2 separate regions of the Zea mays genome follow, and region 1 is linked to region 2. The links are chromatin contacts, called in public Hi-C maps. All regions are on one chromosome and are shown on one strand. Each heading gives the region's core, a stretch centred on a gene start, on an enhancer-like site or on the middle of the called end of the contact. The rest is flanking DNA. Distances are from core to core; before and after follow the strand shown.

Region 1 (6,287 bases), core at 2,607-5,106, 100 kb before region 2:
AGAGTAGACGCGGAGGTAGTTGTAGCCACCTCCCCCGGAGTCCGCGCCGCCAATTCGAGCGACCGCGACCGACTAATGGAGCGCAGGTGGACTCTGAGCTAGAAGCAGTGAGTCGCGTCGCGCGCGCCCCCGACGGATGCGGTCATCAGTTACGGGGATGAAGACGATTACCGCAGGCGTGGGACCCGTGTGGCAGTCAAAGGGGACACGCGATTCAGCTGAGAGGTACGCTGGGGAGTGGGCCCGGTCGTCGGTGGTTCAGGCTCAGGTACGCGCGGGTGAAACTGGGCCGGCAAGTGGGATAAGGGAGTTGGGCCGAAAAGGAGGGGAGCGGCCCAGCTAGGGTTAGAATGTTTTCTCTATTTATTTTCTAATTTTCTTTCTTTTCCTTTTAATTTCTAAAATTCAATTTGAATTCAATTTTAATTGTGAACTCTTGCTCATTTTAAATGTACAACTTGAAGCCAATAATATGGAAGGTCTAACTATTTTTATATTCATTTTCTTTATCTTTGCTTGGTACTCTTCTTTCTTTTCTCCACATTTTAATTTCCAAATTTAGGTTTAAATCCAAATTTTTGGACATTATTGGATTTCTATTAATATCTTCAGGAGTGAATGCACAAACAAATAAAATCCAGCATGATGCATATATTCTTTCTGAGTGTCTTTTGTCACCTATTTATTTGTTTAATTGTGGTGTTCACATGAAATGATAAACATAGATAATACATATAGATACAAAGTAATATAATTTCTTTTTTTAGACTTTTCTTACAAAGTGGGTATTACACCCGGGCCCTCGGCGGCGGCCGTTGCTGATGGTGCGCGACGGGAGCTGGAGCTGGAGGGGTAGCAGCCGGATCCACCGGGCGCGTCTTCTGCATGATGGCATTCCACGTGGCGTCCAGGTCGTCGTCGTCGTCGCCGTCCACGGCCTGCGACGGCGGCAGCGAGTGTTCCCGCTCCAGGAGGACAGCGCGCTCCTGCGGCGCCAGCGCCAGGCTACGCCGCACCACGTCCGGGGAAGGCGAGGAGGCGTCCTCGTCGGACTCGGTGGTGACGCAGGAGCCACCGCCGGAGTCCGGGGAGGGGGAGGAGAACTCAGCCTGCAGGGGCTGGCCGTACTGCTCCTCCTTGGCCCTGTCCGGGGAGGGGCGAGGACTATCGGCGTTGGGGCGGACGCATCGGGAGTGGGGGTGGGCGCGGCGGGGGTTGTGGGCGCGGAGGGGAACTGACTCGGAGAAGTGGAGGCCGTGGTGATGGATGCCGCGGGAGTGGAGCTGACTGAGCGATTGGGCCTTAGCGGTATACAATTGAATTGATAGATGGGCCTCATATCGGTCAGCCAAATAAATTCGACGCATGTTCTCTACCGCGGCGCAAATAAATGGTACCACATCGGCCAGCAAAAGAGTGCGGTAGCAACTTATAAACGTGCCTGCTACAGAGAAAACAGTCAGCTTGTGTAATCAGTTAGTGGTATTAATAAACGTCCCTGCTACAATCGAATTTTTGCGCGCGCGGATGGACGATCCAGATTGAACAACAGCGATGCGGATGGACGATCCAGATTGAACAACAGCGATGAACGATCCAGATTGAACGAAGGCAGAACGGCATGCTACCCTTAGAGCCTTAGGTAGTGTTTGGATGGATGGATGAGAAAGGATGAAGAGGGATGTGGTGAGATTATTCTAACTTGACCCATGTTTGGTTTGGAGGTCCAGAGTCAGGGATGGGGTCAATCCAGGGTTGATCCTGTCCCATCCCTCATTGACACCGAACCAAACAGGCTAGTGGCGCTAAAGGCCGTGACGAAGTCCTCGAGCACACCATGCCTAACAGCTTCTAGCTCCACCGTACGGTCTTGAGCTCGCCAATTGTTTGATTGCGATATCCATTTTATTCATTTCTTTGTGTCGATTGCTTGTTCTCGACGATTTTGCATTTGAACAGATTTTGCTAGGCTAGCTTGGGTTCCGTTTGGGTACGAGTAGGAGTGTAGGAGATGCATGGGCAGACATATCTAGGTGCATTAGGTTTCATCAACACATGCATCTTCGGTTTAGTTGTGGGTTTGTGGTTTCAGCTGCCGCTTAATATTTACATTTCGGTCTTATTATAAAATTAGTGGAAGCCCTAGTAGAGTAAATTTGTGGAAGCACATTGTTTGATTAATTGATTTGAAGTATCAACGTATTGATGAATTGATGATTTAAATTTGAATTGAAGTATTGATTAGTATATAGTTGACTATAATGTTACTTGTTCTTTTGAAATTATTAGTATATAATTGATTTTAGACCTTAAGTAAACATTATAAGTTTATAACTGTGCCCGGGCTTTGATTTTGAGCTGACTCCGCTGCTGCCTGCAATCAACACCGCCCGCCCGGCTGTGGACAATGGGAGGTAGCTCTGTCCGGCCAGGGCAAGGCTGTGGACAAGTGGAGGTGGATGCAACCGGTCAAAGAACACTAGGACAGGCAGCTATGGCTTGGCCATGAGTCATGACTGACTGTGTCTGCTATTGTTCTAGTGGCTATGAGGATTCTGTAGCAGGCCAGGCCATCCCTCTTGGGTGTTCGTGCTTCCATCGAGACGTGTGACTGTCATATAGGGGGAGCAGGTGTGCGCTAATGTCAAGGAGTGTAGGCTTGCGACAACGGTTCTGAGGGCAGATACGTTCTAGCCTCCAGGTTGGGTGTAAGTGGATTGAATACACACGGATCTGAATTAGAATATCATAATTTATCATATTTTAATCAAATACAAATACGGATCCAAATATCCTTGGATGCGAATATAAAATAGATAGTTAGAATCTATATTCGTATTAGGATATTTACTCAATTCAACTCAAACTATATATCTTACAATTTAATTGAGGTGGATTTAATTTAAGTACAAGTATAGGGATAGTCAAAGTGAACTTAAATCAAAGTAGATTCCCCATGATCCCCATAATGAAATCAACTAAAATTGTATGAATAATATTTTGAAACTACCAAATCAAAGTAATGACGTTTCAGAAGCCAAATCAAAGTACTCACATTTGTACATATACAAGTAAAATAAAATTGATATAAAATAGTAAATGTGGCATGATAAATAAATATGCCATTTCAAAATGAATGAATATCCTATATGAACGTGCGTACCAAAATTTAAATGAAAATAATGAATAAATTTATCTATATAGTCTAAAGTGAAGAGTTGTAGTTGAATATTTATGAAACTTAATTGAGATATGTTGTACTTGTTAGCACTTTGACAAAAAAACAGTTGCAAAATCTTCTAAAACTTTTGTGCCATATTTTTATCATAATGATATGTGTCCATGTTAAATTTTGGAGTTTTTTTAATCACATTTACATATTCTTTTAAAATTTCTATAAACATGTACGCAATAACTAATTTAATTGATATACAATTGTAAACATGCCAAAAAAATAAATTTGCTATTCCAAAATAAATAAATACCTATATGAATGTGTGTAACAACGTTTAAATGAAAATAATAAAGAAATTTATCTATATGGTGTAAATTGGAGAGTTATAATTGAATGTTTATAAAACTTAGTTGACACGTGTTCTATTTATGAACACTTTGACACAAACAGTTGCAAAAAAACTTCTAAAACTTGTGTATCATGCTTACACCGTAAATGCAAAAAACCATATGCCCTAGAGTGCAGCGGCGAGCTGGGCTGAGCCCTAGCAGACTTACGCCGTTGCGCTAGAGAGGTGGAGAAGAGGCTTCGGCCCAAGTGGAAAGACAGAGAAAGCGAGCTAGGTTTCTGTCCATCTAGGATATGCGGGTAGAGGGGTGGGAGGACGGAAGTTGGCCTGTGCCCTGTGGGGGCGAGAGAGAAACTAGGCCTGGCGTCGCGACCCGCGAGGGAGAGCTGATGGGCTGAGGGATCTTGAAGGAGCCTGACGGAAAATGGAGAGGGAGGAACGAAGTGAGGCCTATTCGGCTAGGAGGCAAGATGGGTTATATTTCTCTTCCCTTCAGGTATTCCAATGTAACTTTTGAGAGGAGATTTTAACCTAAAAACAATCAAATTTAATAGGCTAAACTCCCATAAAAAAATCAACTCAAGTTACTCTCACTCATGCACCGTGAATGCACAGTTTTTCTTGTGAACCTTTTTCGATGGAGGTGAGTAGGAGTTTAGATTTCAGGTTTTAAAGTTAAATGACAACATGTTTGAAAAAAGTTACAGGGTTAAATTTCAGCAGAGCTTGAATTCATTTTTTTTGAAAGCATTTGATTTCTTTCAAATCATCCTTGTCATGGTGTTGACTTGGTCAAAATTGTACAAAGAAATTGTAGTTGTAATTGAAGTTGTGATTTTAAAAATGGGTTGAGAAGGAAAACCATTTGATTTAGATTTGATCTACCGACCACATATATTTTTTGAAAAAATCTTATTTTTTTAGCTATACAAACACTTCGATTGTTATTGGTTTGTTTGGATACGGATTTTCTCCTTGGAATTTACTTGGATTATTCATATTGATTTACATGCTAAATTAAACCACTATTGCCACCTCTTCCTACAGTGCTCCTTATCCATGGTGGCGGTTTCTTGGCCCTTAATAATTTTAATTAAATATGAATAAAAATATAACCCGATTCTAAAAAGATCCCATATTTAAATTTAGAGCACATTACTCACTTCTATATATATAAAAAGGATCTGTGAAGTAGTAGTACAGTAATAAAGTGGTGGATGCATAATTTAAAAACAAACTTGTTCTCATGCTAAAACAATTACTCCAACGCGCGTGTCTACGCGAATGCATTAGTGTAAAATATGAACCTTCGTTTTTTTTTTCTTGTTTGGACTCCCCAAGGGACACGTAGATATGCAGGTCGTCTTACACGAGTCAAGTACGACTTCTATCGTTTTTTTCCCTTTGGGTTCCTGTAGGGACACGTAGACGCAGATGCGCGCATGTCTTCCGATTCCGCATGGTAACGATCGTGACTAATGCACCTGGGGATTCCTGTTTGTTGCTGACGTCAACTTTGCTTTCTTTATTAAACATGTAATACTGGAGAGGAGGTAGGAGTAGTAGAGAAGCCCAATTAGAACAACTCTAAGATACCAGCCAGATCGTTTTATAATAATAAATTTGGCTACTTTTAAAAGAAACACGTAGACTTTATAAATAACTCTTCAAATATCTTAGCTCTCTATTTTTACACATCCACTCTCTATTTAATAGTATGCTTCACTTGTGTTCTGAATTTATCTAGTCCGTTGCACTAGTCTATCAATATAGAGTAGCTAAATCAGTAAATATAATTATTTTTTGATTAATCTGTTGAATTTGCTCTTAAAATGATTACCTTTCATAGTTTTTTGTGAGGCGGCCGCTAATATAATCCTACCTCATGCGCAGAAGGTTTTGGTGTTCCCGACTTTTTTTTGTTTCCACAGGCGCACGTTGTATGTCACGCACACGAGCAGTTTTGAATTTCTTTCCCATCTCTGGCGGTTTCCTGTTCCAGACTTTTTTTTCAAACAAGGCGCACGTGGATATCACATACACGGGCGATTTCTGAGCTTTTTCTCGTGAGCTCGTGTTTCCGATTCGTTTCTAGTTTTCTTTTCCGGGTTTTTTTTTCGCGCGGCACCAGCGCACGTCATGCATGTTGACAACGAAATCTCGGGTATTAGAGATCAAAGATCAGAACAATTACCGTTGACTATCAGCCCAGTTTAAACAAATATGCTCTCTCAACGCAACGCGTGACACACTTATAGACTGAGGGCTAGTTTGGTTCGCTGGCTAACTTGCCACATTTTGCTTAACTTTTCTGCCTAAAATTAGTTTTTAATTTCGAACGACTAAACTTAGACAAAGTGTGACGCAGTTAACCACAAACCAAACATGCCCTTAGGGGCCGTTCGGTTACTACGGAATGGAGGCCTGGAATAATTTCTATCTGAATTGTTTCTCTAATTTATATAAGTTTTGATTAGCTGGAATAAATCCTGGTGTAATCCTGTGTAAACGAACGGGGCCTTAATGTTTCCAAAGTAGCCCTGACAGTGATAAAAGTTCCACCACCTATTTAATATTAGAACACATCACCGTTTGATTAAACGACTCAAGCACAGTGCGTGCATAGTGATGAACAAGACATCATCACCACCGATTCGATCATTTGCGAGACCAACGGTAGTAATCAACTGATTGTCGTTGGTTCAAACTCAAACGCGCCGCCAGTTTGGAACATGACATCACCAATAACTTTCTCCAATGACA
Region 2 (5,653 bases), core at 2,012-4,511:
GCAAAGGTGGCCTGACACCTCTATCCTAACACGCGCCCCCGGCAGAGCCGAGGTGACCGCCGTCACTCCACCGCTCCACTGGCCAGTCTGACAGAAGGACAGCGCCGCCTGCGCCACTCCGACTGCAGTGCCACTCGACAGAGTGAGTCTGACAGGCAATTAGGCCTTGCCAAAGGCGCCACGGCGAACTCCGCTCCGCCCGACCCCAGGGCTCGGACTCGGGCTAAGACCCGGAAGACGGCGAACTCCGCTCCGCCCGACCCCAGGGCTCGGACTCGGGCTAAGACCCGGAAGACGGCGAACTCCGCTCCGCCCGACCCCAGGGCTCGGACTCGGGCTAAGACCCGGAAGACGGCGAACTCCGCTCCACCCGACCCCAGGGCTCGGACTCGGGCTAAGACCCGGAAGACGGCGAACTCCGCTCCGCCCGACCCCAGGGCTCGGACTCGGGCTAAGACCCGGAAGATGGCGAACTCCGCTCCGCCCGACCCCAGGGCTCGGACTCAGGCTAAGACCCGGAAGACGACGAAACTCCGCCTCGCCCGACCCCAGGGCTCGGACTCCGCCCTGGCCTCGGCCGGACGACTTCCGCCTCGCCCGACCCCCTGGCTCGGGCTCGGCCACGGCAACTGAAGGCAAGACTCAACCTCGGCTTCGGAGGAAACCCCACGTCGCCCTGCCTAGAGCACAGACCGCCACGTCAACAGGAAACGTCATCATCACCCTACCCCGAATCGACTCGGGTCACGGAGAACAAGACCGGCGTCTCGTCCGGCCAGCTCCGCCAGAGGGGCAATGATGGCGCTCCACGAGCTCTATGACGACGGCGACCCCCAGCTCTCTTACGGCAGCAGGACAACGTCAGCAGGGACTCGACCGCTCCAACAGCTGTCCCTCCATCAGGCTCCGCCGCACCACCGATAGCCACGACATCACGCCAGCAGGATGCCCAGATCTCTCCGGCTGCCACATCGGCATGTACCTAGGGCACTAGCTCTCCCTCCGCTAGACACGTAGCACTCTGCTACATCCCCATTGTACACCTGGGTCCTCTCCTTACGACTATAAAAGGAAGGACCAGGGCCTTCTCAGAGAGGGTTGGCCGCGCGGGACCGAGGACGGGACAGGCGCTCTCTTGGGGCCGCTCGCTTCCCTCACCCGCGTGGACGCTTGTAACCCCCCTACTGCAAGCGCACCTGACCTGGGCGCGGGACGAACACGAAGGCCGCGGGACTTCCACCTCTCTCACGCTCGGCTCCGGCCGCCTCGCCTCTCCCCCCTCCGCGCTCGCCCACGCGCTCGACCCATCTGGGCTGGGGCACGCAGCACACTCACTCGTCGGCTTAGGGACCCCCCTGTCTCGAAACGCCGACAATGCTGTTGTTGGACTAAGTCTTAATAGATAGAAAAAATACGTAGTGCAAAACGTCTACTCGGTGGAGCCATTGAAATCTTTTAAAAAAATTACTTAGATATTTTATTTATAAATGAAACTTTGCACATCCATCATAGGCAGATATATATTATTGTAAATTTGATATTCAAACAACTACCAATTTTAGATGCATATACACCAGAGCAAACAAGTTTCTAAAAGCCTTCCAATGTATGTACACCTAAAATTTATTTTCATATGAACTCTTCTAGATTGAGTTTGATGAATCTCAATTTTTTTTTTTTTTGCAAATGTTCATATCCATCAATTTCTGATGCTTGTCTACTATAAGATAATTTCTAGTGCACATGAACCCAAAAGTATAATTTTCATAAAAAATAAATCATATTTGAATCCGAGCCATTAAAAATGTAACAAAGTACATCTAAGATTTCACTACTACAGAAATGGACTTTGACAGTAACATTAGTTTTAGTTAAATTAGAATCGGTATTAAAGTAAGCTTTGGTACCGATTGATAACAGATATGGTTTCAAGCAAGGTTTAGAAATTAGAATCGACCTGTATTAAAAACCAGTACGAGTTTACTTTAGTACTGGTCGGTAACACCCAAACAACATTAAACCTTTAGTATCGATTGAAGTTGATAACCTCTACTAAATAATATTACCTTCGTTCTCGATAAAGATAAATAAAAAGAACGGAGGAAGCCGGTACTAAAAGTTCTTATAAAATTAAAATAAAGCAAAGCATCTGTTTTTAGTCCAAAACTAACTCTATAGTCGAGTGGTAAAGATAACGTGTAAAGCCAAGTCTTCACTTCGAATCCTAGCATGCCACACACAAATATTTCACATGTATGTCTTAGACTATTTATTTTATGCTTTGGCATCCTTTAGTTCTAGGACTAAAAAGGTGTTTGGTTTCTAGGAACTAATTTTTAGTTCTTCTATTTTATTTTATTTTTCCTAAATTGATAAATACAAAAACTAAAATAGAATTATATTTCTCTAGTCTCTAAAAACTAAAAATTAGTCCCTAAAAATCAAATACCACTTAGTCTCGATTGATAGTAGGTAGCCGATTTCAAACCGATGTCATAGACTATTTCTATGGTAGTGTTCATTATGTTCTTTTCATTTCCTCTATGGACGGTTGGTTTTCTCTGGTTATATATACTTCCCATATAAATAAATTATTTTTCCCAGTACGATTGATCTCCTTTTTAGGGCTTGTTCGTTTTGGTGATAATACACATGTATTGGGTGGGATTGAGCCGGTTTAAATCCATAACAAGTCAAAATCCATCACAATCCCACCCAATACACTCCAATACACATGTAATATCAATAACCGAACAAGGCCTTAGGCTATATGACTAGTAGTTCATATATATAGTCGTATTACAGACAATATTGTTTATATGTGGAATTTAAAATAAAAGATGTGGTTGAGTAAACTGCTGGAGATAGCCTTAGCTATCATCTTTCCACTAGGGATGAAAATCCTACTCGCTGAGTAACGGTAACCGGTAAAATTTTGGTACTCACCGAGAAACGGTTTTTATTATATTTCAATTTAACGTTTGAAAACATAAAAAAATATTTTTTTGTCAATAAATCGGTTTTCGAAAATTAGAAAACGAAATTGTAACCCCTGCTCTCCACATGGCTGCTATATTTATTGATCTTCGCAGGACTCGCGGCGTCTTCATGACTTCGCCTTCCGCCTGGAACGAAAATGAAATGTATGGTAGTGTAGCATCGTCCCGCCCCGTTTGGTTTGCCCCTGCTAAAGTTTAGCCAGCAATAGTCCGGCAGACCCAATGCCTGCTGTCTGCTGGCTGCTGGCAACTAACAGGCACAGGAATCCCACGAGCGCACCGCTGGCTGTGAAAGTGACCAGCTTTGTAGCTATGCACGTGGATCACATGCTACTATGCATGTAGCTAGTTTTACAAAGAGGTCGACTAGCAGCAAATAATAAACTGCGTGTGTGTGGATGTTAGCGCGGACACGACATGGTCACATATCGTGTGATTGATACATGTGTCTATAAAGGCGGGCTCGCTTGAGTCTGAACTAGCGGATACATAACTTTCTCCCGTATCCACGCATGTAGCCGCAAATACGCGAGTTACATCTGTGCATACAGTACAGGCCGAACCAACTCCATACGGGTAACCGAACACACGCACAGAGCTAGTCAACGAAGCGACGAACCATGCTACAGAGGTACATGTTGGTAGCCTTCGTCTTCCAAAGGTCCTAAAAACACGGACTAACCATTAGTCATCAGCATATTTGTGAAGCATTGCAGGAGTTTCAGAATCAGACCACATTCAGTGTAAAATGATGGAAGAGTAACGAATGTAGCTTCGTCATAATAACAATGGGAAGATGGTGTAATGAGAAGGTGTCATCATGAAAACTGAAGATAGAAGACAATGTTATCCCCGTACCATTTGTAAACCTTGTGTGTAATTCTTAAGGACATATGTGTAATTTCATATGAAGTTGTACTATTCTCTATAAATAGATGAACAGTGCCCTGCATAAATAAGTACATTTTGGTGGACTAGACAATTGTTGTGTAATTCTCTCTTCACAACACCTTGATTCTAATTCTCTCTGAAGAACCGAAGGTACAATTGTAAAGTTAATTTATAAAAGGGGAACATGTTATTGATATATCTCAATTGAGCTATCATATTTAAACTCTTTTATATTCCTTGTATATTCATTTATTCACCTAACATCTAACCTTCGTCTCCGAAGGAATTATCCTGAAAGGATAATTTTGGTCACTCGTTCTTGATTACTATACACAATAAAAAATAAGGCAACACAATATTAAAAAGACAGATAACCTTCGTCATGAAGGAGTTGTCCCTTCAGGGTAACACCTTCGGCGACAAAGGTTAAATGTTAGGTGAATAAATGAACGTATAATGAATATGAAAGAGTTTGAATATGATAATTCAATTATCCTATCTTCATAATATATTCCTCCTTTCGTAAATTAACTTTACAATTATACCTTCGGCACTGTAGAAAGAATTACAATGATGACGTAGAGAGAGAATTACACAGCAACTGTACAGTCCATCAAAAGGTACTTTATGCAGGATATTGTTCATCTATTTATAGGGAGTCATACAACTTCGTACGATATTACATTTATTACCTCAGAGATTAACATTGTCTTTTGTCCTCAGTGACTTTGATAACACCTTCTCCATGTATCATATTACCGTGTTGTTATGACGAAGCTACCTTTGTTACGCTTCCACCGTTCCGCGTCGAAGCTATTCTGGTTCTGAAGCTCCTGTAATACTTGGCAATATGCTGATAACAGATGGTTAGTCATGTTTTTGACGACCTTCAGAAGACGAAGCCCCCAACAGTAGCCCCTCACAGTATTAGTTTGTTTCTATGTAACAAATTCAGACTGTGAAATGAACGAAGGCCTTATGCGAAGATCCAAAAAAACATCTTCCCTTCAATAGAATAGCGAAACCTTCTGAATCGTGGGGGGCACTTTGCAGTGGTGCTCTGCATATATATATATATATATATATATATATATATATATATATATATATATATGAGGGTTGTGATGAAATTGTTTTCGTGCTATCAACTTTCTGCTAGCTTGTTCTTAGGTAGTGTTTGGTTGAAGAGCCAAGTAGAACGGAACCGTTCTGTCCCAGTTTTGTTGTTGTTTGGTTACAAAGTAACTAGAACGGAATGGCTCCAGTTAGGGAATATTCTCCTCAGATCCAGAACCATTCCGCTCCAAAAAATCAATGGGACAGAGCCGCTCCGTTCCAATCCCGTTCTCACAGTCACGCTCCGTTCCGTTCACTCTGCAACCAAACAAAAAACAGAACCGCTCCATTCCAGATTACCAAACACAGAACAGAGCGGCTCCGTTCCTAGAATCAGGGATGGAACGGCTCCGTTCTAGTTGGCTCCTCAACCAAACACTACCTTAGTTTACTGCCACGGTAAGTACAACTGTTTTCGAGCTTCGGCTTTTTTCTTTAATCGAAGTTAATTTGAGATGGACGAAGACAAGAGAAGCGAAGACCCCGCATTGGCTGGATTTTACGAAGCCATGGAGAAGACCAATATTGAAAAGATAAGATAACTGATGAGATCCTGGCTGGGCTATCTGAAGATTCGGAGGACAACGAGGATTTTGATGTTGATAGCGGTGCAGTTGATGCCGAAGAGCGACTATGGAGGCCAAGTC

What was found. A called contact is a pair of places that touch in the nucleus more often than the background predicts.
Region 1: a Hi-C map of ear shows a contact between it and region 2, with 2.9 times the contacts expected there. The contact joins two enhancer-like sites. A contact is called at or near these places in 4 of 25 Hi-C or Micro-C datasets (ear, endosperm, leaf and 1 more).

Annotation. Positions count from the first base shown.
Region 1 is chr10:60,829,945-60,836,231 of Zm-B73-REFERENCE-NAM-5.0, reverse strand. No RefSeq gene overlaps it. Among protein-coding and RNA genes, the nearest start is that of LOC100240697, 63 kb to the left of the region's middle. Within about 2 kb of position 3,856, at least 17 of the 20 cell types and tissues checked have an H3K27ac peak or open chromatin away from gene starts, as enhancers often do. A contact at or near this core is called in ear, leaf and tassel, where this site is marked.
Region 2 is chr10:60,728,454-60,734,106 of Zm-B73-REFERENCE-NAM-5.0, reverse strand. No RefSeq gene overlaps it. Among protein-coding and RNA genes, the nearest start is that of LOC103641120, 47 kb to the right of the region's middle. Within about 2 kb of position 3,261, at least 9 of the 20 cell types and tissues checked have an H3K27ac peak or open chromatin away from gene starts, as enhancers often do. A contact at or near this core is called in ear, leaf and tassel, where this site is marked.